Linked DNA regions of Gossypium arboreum: regions 1 and 3 are each linked to region 2. Evidence: chromatin contacts called from public Hi-C data. All regions are on one chromosome and are shown on one strand. Each heading gives the region's core, a stretch centred on a gene start, on an enhancer-like site or on the middle of the called end of the contact. The rest is flanking DNA. Distances are from core to core; before and after follow the strand shown.

Region 1 (2,757 bases), core at 225-2,724, 400 kb before region 2:
TCTTCGATGATGATATGTCTCGAGACATTGGGGTAGAAGAAAAATGGCAATACTATCATAAACAATTGAAGTGCATTTAATATTTTTAATATGATGTATTTATCTATTTAAATTTTCTTTTACTTACAATTTAAACTATTTTTATTTTAATTTCATACATATTGCATTTGTGCTATTATTAGTAGTTTTAAATCTTACATGCATAATTTATTATATGTTATTTGTAAACACACTCATGCATTTTAAATATATATTTGCCAACTACATATGTAAAACACATGTTACTTTAAAAATAGCATGCACAAAAATAACATTTATGGTTTGAAACTAATTAATAATAACACATAAAAAATGAAGAGTATTAAAATGAAAAAATAAATTAAATTGTGAGTAAAATTAAATTTAAACACATAATTACATTATACTAAGAATACTAAATGCGCTATAGTTTCTCTCATAGTGTTTTCATCAATCTTAAGTTAATATCGAGTTGACTTGTGACACCACTACCTTTTTTTTAACATTTTGGCCTCGTAAGCAACTAAAGAGATGAAGCCCCATGTTACGTTATTTGTTCATAACATTTCATAGACCATACATTGGAAAGGCCTATGGACGTTGTTTCGGTATCATGGAGATGTTTGGATTCGATAGGTTTGACAAAATGATGGATGCACAAAGGGCTATCGATAGGTTAAACGACTTTGTGATTTTAGGGAATAGGTTTATTTGGCAAGATTCAAGGGAAGTAGACAAGTATGGAGAAAAATATTAGTTAAAGGGGATTCAAAGAAAAAATATTAAAAATCATAAAGAAGAGGTGGTAAGTGGGAAGAAGGTGATGGATATCGAAATGGTTGTGGGAGAAACATTTAAGAAAAATAGAGATGATGTGAGTTTAAATGAAATTATGGATGGTAAGGGGAAACATCAAGTTAAATTGATCAAGGGAAATGTAGATGATGAACAACTCTGGAAGCTTCAGAAATGTTTTGCAAAATGAAGATTCTTACAAAAAGAATCATTCGAAGTGGATTGGGTGAGATCAAAATCAAAAGGATTCATGGAAGACATTTCCTGATCAAAAAACTAGATGATTAACTTCTCTATATTTTAAAACAGAATGATTGCACATATCTAAATTTTTTTTTGTCAAAATAAGGTCATGGTCAGAGAAAACAATATCGATAGAGAAGTGACATGGATTGAACTATCAGTCTTGCCTTTTCATTGCTGGAACTACATATCAATCAAAAGAGTAATGGGATTGTAGGGAGAGTTAGTGTCTCTTTGTGAGAATATGACGCAGGTGAACAGCTTCGACAAAATGACGATGTTGGTATAAACTAAACAACCAGAACAAATCCATGAGCTGATATTTCTAAAGGTTGGGGAGGTGAGATTTCCAGTTAGAATTAAGCAAATAGGCTTGTTGGAATCCTTCAATGATATCAATGGGAAATGTAGAGTGAAAGAAATAAATGGGTTGGTGTCAATACAAGAGAATGATGTTGAGATTGTGTCTAAGTCAGGATCGGCAACAAGAACAAGGATGGAAAAAGCATCGGAAGAGAGACAAACAAGGGATGATGAAGCAATTAATGTTATCTTCCTCGAAAAAGAAAACGCTAACGACGACTGTCAGAGAACTTGGGAAAATGAATCAAATTGGGGAGAAGAAAATTTGTATGGGTTAAGGGCTAATATCAATTTGGAGGAAGAGGATGATAGTAGTTGTAATGAATGGGCCAGGGAAGATTTTAGTAATATGGGTCTAGCTATTGTTGAATTAAACATGAAGGATAAGGTTGAGAGTATTTATGGGCTGGGAGGAAATAATGGATTTATAGAGAGCCCATACATTGAGACTTGATGTGAGTCCAGAATAAAATATTTTGGACAATCAACTGGAGAGAGTGAAATCAGAAGGAGATGACAAGGAAGATAGGGAAAAAAATAGACATGGATTCATCAAATCAAAAAAGGAAGAAGAAAAAAATACAAGGTAGAAAAGAACGTTCTATGCTTGAAATTCAAGATCGTTTCCTCATGGTAACAGAGAAAAGAAAGAGAGATCAGGCATTGAGGAGAGAAAAGAGGAAATTAATATCAGATAGAGAAAAGGTTATAGTAAATGCATCACTTTCTGATTCTAACATCAACAATAGAAGGAAGTTGATTCTCGAGGAAATAAAGAAAGCTTGGAAGTCAGAAAAAGGTTGGGATTTAGTGTAAGAAGGAACGAACGTGAAGCAGTAAATGAAATAATGAGGTTGGAAGGCCTATAGATGGAGAATAGGGAGTTTAGGGGTTAGGTAGAACCAAAATAAGTGTGGTTTTTGTTTGTATTGTTTATCTTTGTCATTATTCTGTAACATCTTTATGGTGTGAGTTGGTACTAGGATTGTATCTCAGAACATTACAGGTATGGGCTTGGAAGCTAATATATCATTTCTTAGAAGAGTTATATGCAAGACAAGGGTGAATATGTACTTTATTTAGGAAACTAAGTTAGATACATTCACTATCAACATAATAAGGAAAATATGGTTTGACAATAATTTTGATTATAGATTTTTAGTAGCTAATGGGCATTCAGGAAGTGTGGTTATGATTTGGGATAAAGGTAGTTTTTAATTGGATAAATATCTTTGTGATGAAAGGTTCGTAGTAGTAGAAGGGAAATTGTTGTCTAAAGGCATGGAAGTAGCCCTAATTAATGTTTATACCCCTAATGCAATTTTGGATCAAAAGATA
Region 2 (2,700 bases), core at 186-2,685:
TTTCTAGTTAATTAATCAATCTCAGAAAGGGGAAAATTACCCCCCCCCAAAAAAAAAAAAGAATTCTTAGAGTAACAAATATTTTTAAGAGAGAAAAAAAATTGAACCGGACAACATGTATAATTAATATATATGCATGGTTTAAAGATCTTTCCATGGTTTGATCTCAGAGTCATCCCATGGAATGTTGAGATCAGTAGAGACAAGTGCATCAATATCATCCCAATTCCAGTAGTTTGCCATTTCAATGCCATTGCTGGTAATAGGTTCTTGCCAGGTCTGTGAACCTGTTGGATCCTCCCTCGTTTCTCCACTATAGTTGTAGAGACTCGAAGACTGAAACGAGGCTGATATTGAAGATGGGGATGTTTCCAAAGAATATGAGCTTGAACTTGAAAATGGAAACGGCAAAGGAAATGGAGTCTGTAAGCCTTGAGACATGGTAGAATCCAAGCAGACTCCATTGTTTGTGCTGAAATTTTCTCTCTCCGAGTTTCTGCAATTTACAGAATTTTGCTGCAACGATGAATGAAATTTGATGTTCGGTATGTACTTTTGATCGGCAGGCGGAAGCTGATGCGGTTGAATAGCGGAAGAGGTGGAGCTTTTGATCGTAGTAGTGGTTGTTTTACTGGCAGAAGCGGCGGCGGATGTCTGATGCCGCTTGTTTTTACGGCCTCCACCAACGGGAACATTGCGAAGATTACCACCTTTAGTCCAATGTCTTTTACAGGTCTTGCAAAAATACCTAGGTTGTGACTTGTTATAGTTGTTATAATAACAGAACTTTGTGTTGGAAGAATCACACCTTGGACACTTCAATGGCGGTTCCGATTGCTGCAGCTGGTTTTCTTGATGATGTCGCCTTTTCATTGATGAAGCTTTTGGACGCTCCATAGTTGGAGCCTGCAACAAAGACTGGCCCTGGATCCACTCAACCTCATCACTGGAAACCTGTTTACAACTCAATCCCATCCTTTTCTCTCTCTCTATCTCTATATATGTGTGTGTGTGTGTGTCAACTTCAGAAGCTCTTTCAAAACCATAAAAATTTCAAGCTTTTGAATGGAAGTGAAAGAAGGGATCAGATAATCGGAAGAAGGTGATGAGAAATGAGCAGTCTTTGAGCGCCCTCTCCATCGTTCATATTATACAAAGGGAATAATAATAATATTTAATATTGTAGTATGAGTTAGTAAGGTAAAAAAGAGAATCAAAATTAATGAAATTTGTTTGTTGTGTGGTGTAATGTGATGGTGCAAAAGAACTTTATAGAGCAAAAGGAAATGGAGAAAGAGAGTTGCTTAGGGGTGAAGGTGATGGTGCGGGTTGGTGACACGTGGGATTTGGTGGACCGTTGATAGTGGAGTGATTGAATGATCTGTAAAGAGAAGGGTAAAGAGTTTCATGTTGTACTATATTAAGTATTAAGGAACTGTAACTTAGTTAACCACTTGCATGCACGCGTTGGCTCCGCCATATCTACGAAAATGATGTATCGCCTCGAGGTTCAGTCTATTTTGTGTTTTCATTTAAAATAAATTAATTAATTTTATATGAAAAATTAATATTTTTAAAATTTTTTATCTATTTTATTATTAAAAATAATCATTTTATGTTAGTATGAGAAACAAATAATACACCGTGATAAAAATATTTAATTATTTCATCATTAATATCAATTGTTAACAACTGAAAGGATTGAAATTTTTAATAAAATAGTCTATTTCTTTTTAATATAATACAAAGGGATTAATTTACTTATTTTTAAAGTAAAATAAATAAAATATAATCTACTCTTCCATAATATTCTTATAGCTAAATTGGTAAAATTATTGCCATCAAAGATTCAAGAGTAGCCCATGCCATGATAAAATTGAAATTATGAAAATTTGAGAGTTAAATGTAAGAATCATCTTGTCTTGTATAGTTTATAATCAATATGGTTATAATGATACCCCTTCTAATAAAAAGAGTAGCCAATACCATCCATGCGTAGAAATTTGAAGCTATTGCTATATTTATAGTATAAATAAATATATATGGTTTGTAGCTAGTTAATTAGGGCCCATTTGGTGTCAAATTAGCAGTCACCACCATCCATGAAATTGACTTGTCTCTTTTCTCTAAAATGGCAGAAGAAGCAAAGAAGTCTAAAGTCAATAATTCACTTCATTTCTGTTCCGCACATGAACCCCGAGCGAATCAGATTTAGGGTGTAATTTAGTTTTTTTTATCGTTATAATATTGGTAGAGGTAAGTGATTACAAGGTTTGAATTCATGTTATTTGAGTGTTGGATTAAAGTTTTAATTAATACTTCAACCAAATCTTGGCTCATATTACTATTTTTGAAAGATGATAGTTATGTTAAAATCTGCTTTAGGTTGTTATTCTCTTCACAATAATTTAGTTTTTCTATTTTAATTTTTTGAAATTTAATCTTTTAAATTTAAAATTTTAAGTTCAATTATTAACATAATTAAAATATTTTTTAAATTTATTAGTCTGATATTTTAAAATTTAAAAAAAATCCACTTGATAACTATGCAACCTATAACACTCCACACCCGTGCCCTACCCCGAGACGGCATACGAGGCATTACTAAACTTTAACACAAGCACACGATCATTTCCGAGTCATCAAGACGTGATCAAATTTAAACTTTTTCGAACCTTGATTAATCTTCTTAATACGGAC
Region 3 (2,700 bases), core at 52-2,551, 370 kb after region 2:
TAGCAAATGTGCTCTGATTCAACATTGGAATAAAAATTTGTTTTAACACTGGTTTAAAAACAAACAAGAGAGGAACAAGAAAAGAAGCAAACATCAAATAAACAGTAAGAGAAACATACTTCTACAACATCAGGCCTTGAGCAAATCTGTTTTAACTCAGCAATTTTCATCCGCCTTTGCAGCTGTCAACAATATCAAAACAAGTATTTTCAGTTTCAGTCTCATCAAAATGAACTACATATAATAACACAAATAATCTCAGAAAATATAAGGAGAAACCAAAAACCTTCTTCTTCTTATTTGATAAGCCACCTTTCTCTTTCTGTTGATTATCCTGGTCCTCCTCTCCTGAATCAGAATCAGCCCCCTTCTTTGCATCAGCATCTTGGGTAGACTCGTCCTTCTTGTCACTCTCCTGTAAAAATAGAATTAAAAGTTTCTTTAGAGAACTAACAAGGAAATTCGAAAATTAATTGATCATATAAAACTGAATTTCATTTCACCTCAGAACCAGCAGCTTCCCAGAAGCTGAATTTTTCAAAAACCTTCCTAAATTCCTCATCAATGCCATCATCTAACTCAGCTTTTTCAGGAACGTACTCTACCTGAACTTCTTCCATTACCTACAGTGTCAAACAAAAGAAAATGCTTAGTTTACTTATAAACAAATGCAACTTACATTATGTAAGATTAGAGTGAAATATGCTGAATTTAAGAAAACAACAATAACAAAATAGCCATAAGAAAATTTTCAAACTACAGTTAAACCCAAAAATAAAAGCTCAATTCTATTCCATCTAAAGAAAATCGAAAATTCTTAAGTCACTATAGAACTTGTATTATGCACAAAGACATGCAAAAACCAGACGAAACAATCGATATTCACTAAAAACATAGAAACCTCAAAACAAAAAAGAAGGGAAGGAAAAATAGCTGGATACCTGCTGCTGATAGGAATTCTTCTTTTCATCTTCGGCAGCGTCGCTGTCACCGGCTTCGGAAACGGGACCGTCTGCGGCGTCATTTTCTTGGTGGGAGGTATTCTTACTCTTATTCTTCTTCTGCTTGCGCCTTCTACGACGTCGTTCGCTCTCGCGGGACTTCTTGGAGGCGGCGGAAGGGTTGGAGATGGGGTTAGGGTTAGAGTTAGACTTATTCAGATCTCCGTTGTAAACGACGGAGCCGTTCTGGTTGGGGAGTATCTCAGCGGTCATCTCTCTTTGTTTAATCCGAGGAATGGATTGGCAAGGGTTTTTGATTTCGAGAGCGAGTGGGAAATGGGGAAGATGAAAGGGAGGCCTAAATATAGCGAGGGATACCCACGTGTGGATATAATCGCACGTGACAAAAGCTGGGCCTTTATATAGTTATGGTCGGACTTGAGAGAAGTTGGGCTTTGAAGTTGTCTATTTTATTCCGCCTAATTTTTAATGGACCTTTGTATTTACTGAAATATAAGTTCCAGATTTTCCTAGGCCGGGTTGGGCCGCTATTTAAAAAGAAAGAAATCAAACTCTTCAACAAACACTCCAATAATTTATATTTTATGAGTAATAGAGTTCAACTTTTTTATCACTTTATATCAACGGGAAATCGGAACTAAATTATAAATTTTAATAAGTTAAAATATAATTTTATTATTTATTAATTTTAATTTCATCATTTTTAAATGGATTGAACAAATTTTTTAGACTAAAATGTAATTTTACTATATATTAACTTAAATTTTCATTGTTCATAAAGGTACCATATTACATTATTTTCATTTTTGGGGACCAAAGTCACTCTGCCTATTCCTTAAATTCGCCCTTAATTATAGATAGGTTTAAATGTAAACCATTGACATAATTTACTTTGTACTTTTGATGTAAGATGAGCTCCACTATAAATAAAAGCATTCTTTGAATCATTCATAACTTGAATTATCAATGCAATTGAAAAAATTTATTCAAAACTCTTGAATATTAACGCCACGAGGCTAGCTCAACTAAAGTCCAAGTTCATAACACAAGCACATTTCATTATCTATTAATTTTAATTTTTTATCTATAATATATATAAAGTAGAGTTTGGGAAACCTTATTTTTTTTTTCTCCAAATCATTTGTTTCTTTTTGTTTTTGCCTAGCGGCAGTGTTAGCCTCCGAGCTAGTTATCGCCCACATTTTTCTCTTGCCCATCAACCCTCTTTTTCTTTCTCCTTTACATTCACTCCATGCGTCTTCTCTCTTTTCAGCTTGCAGTTCTATTTTGTGGGTATCTTTGTTGTCTTTACAAGTTGTGATGGATAGATGACAGTGCTTATAATAGTTGAAACACTATCGACCACCGACAATTTCTTTTAGAAAATGAGTAGCTCTTCGTTGACTTCTTAATCTGTTTCTATTTTGAGAATTTCAGAATAATAAATGATTTCATGAGTCGGTTTGGACTCGTGTTATCTTAAGTTTTTGTTTTTTTGTTTGTTTTTCCATTATTTAATAAGTCTCACTTTTAGAAGTTTTTGTCTATTCTTATAGAATGCTTTTTAGTCTTGCTTATGCATGTAGTCTTATTTTTGAGAGTAATTTTAGGGTTGGTTTTGTCACCGTCCCCTCTAGTTTGGTGGATGTTCAATTCTTTTGCTGATTTATGCCCGCTGCTTTGGACCATCTAAGGTTGATTTCCTTATTGTATTAAGTGTTTGCAATCACTCGTGATA

What was found. Hi-C and Micro-C count contacts between places; a contact is called where the count stands out from the background.
Region 1: a contact with region 2 is called in a Hi-C map of leaf, with 6 times the contacts expected there. The contact joins the enhancer-like site here to the promoter of LOC108457414 in region 2. A contact is called at or near these places in 2 of 5 Hi-C or Micro-C datasets (both in leaf).
Region 3: a contact with region 2 is called in a Hi-C map of leaf, with 4 times the contacts expected there. The contact joins the promoter of LOC108486457 here to the promoter of LOC108457414 in region 2. A contact is called at or near these places in 2 of 5 Hi-C or Micro-C datasets (both in leaf).

The regions. Positions count from the first base shown.
Region 1 is chr6:44,578,253-44,581,009 of ASM2569848v2, reverse strand. No RefSeq gene overlaps it. Among protein-coding and RNA genes, the nearest start is that of LOC108484704, 81 kb to the right of the region's middle. Within about 2 kb of position 1,474, at least 2 of the 2 cell types and tissues checked have an H3K27ac peak or open chromatin away from gene starts, as enhancers often do. A contact at or near this core is called in leaf, where this site is marked.
Region 2 is chr6:44,182,123-44,184,822 of ASM2569848v2, reverse strand. LOC108457414 (dof zinc finger protein DOF1.4-like) reads right to left here and starts at 1,435. Exons shown (of 1, transcript XM_017756466.2): 1 at 1-1,435. The coding sequence starts at 975. The coding sequence ends at 142.
Region 3 is chr6:43,807,380-43,810,079 of ASM2569848v2, reverse strand. LOC108486457 reads right to left here and starts at 1,301. Exons shown (of 18, transcript XM_017790517.2): 1 at 942-1,301; 2 at 504-623; 3 at 287-415; 4 at 120-182. The coding sequence starts at 1,214.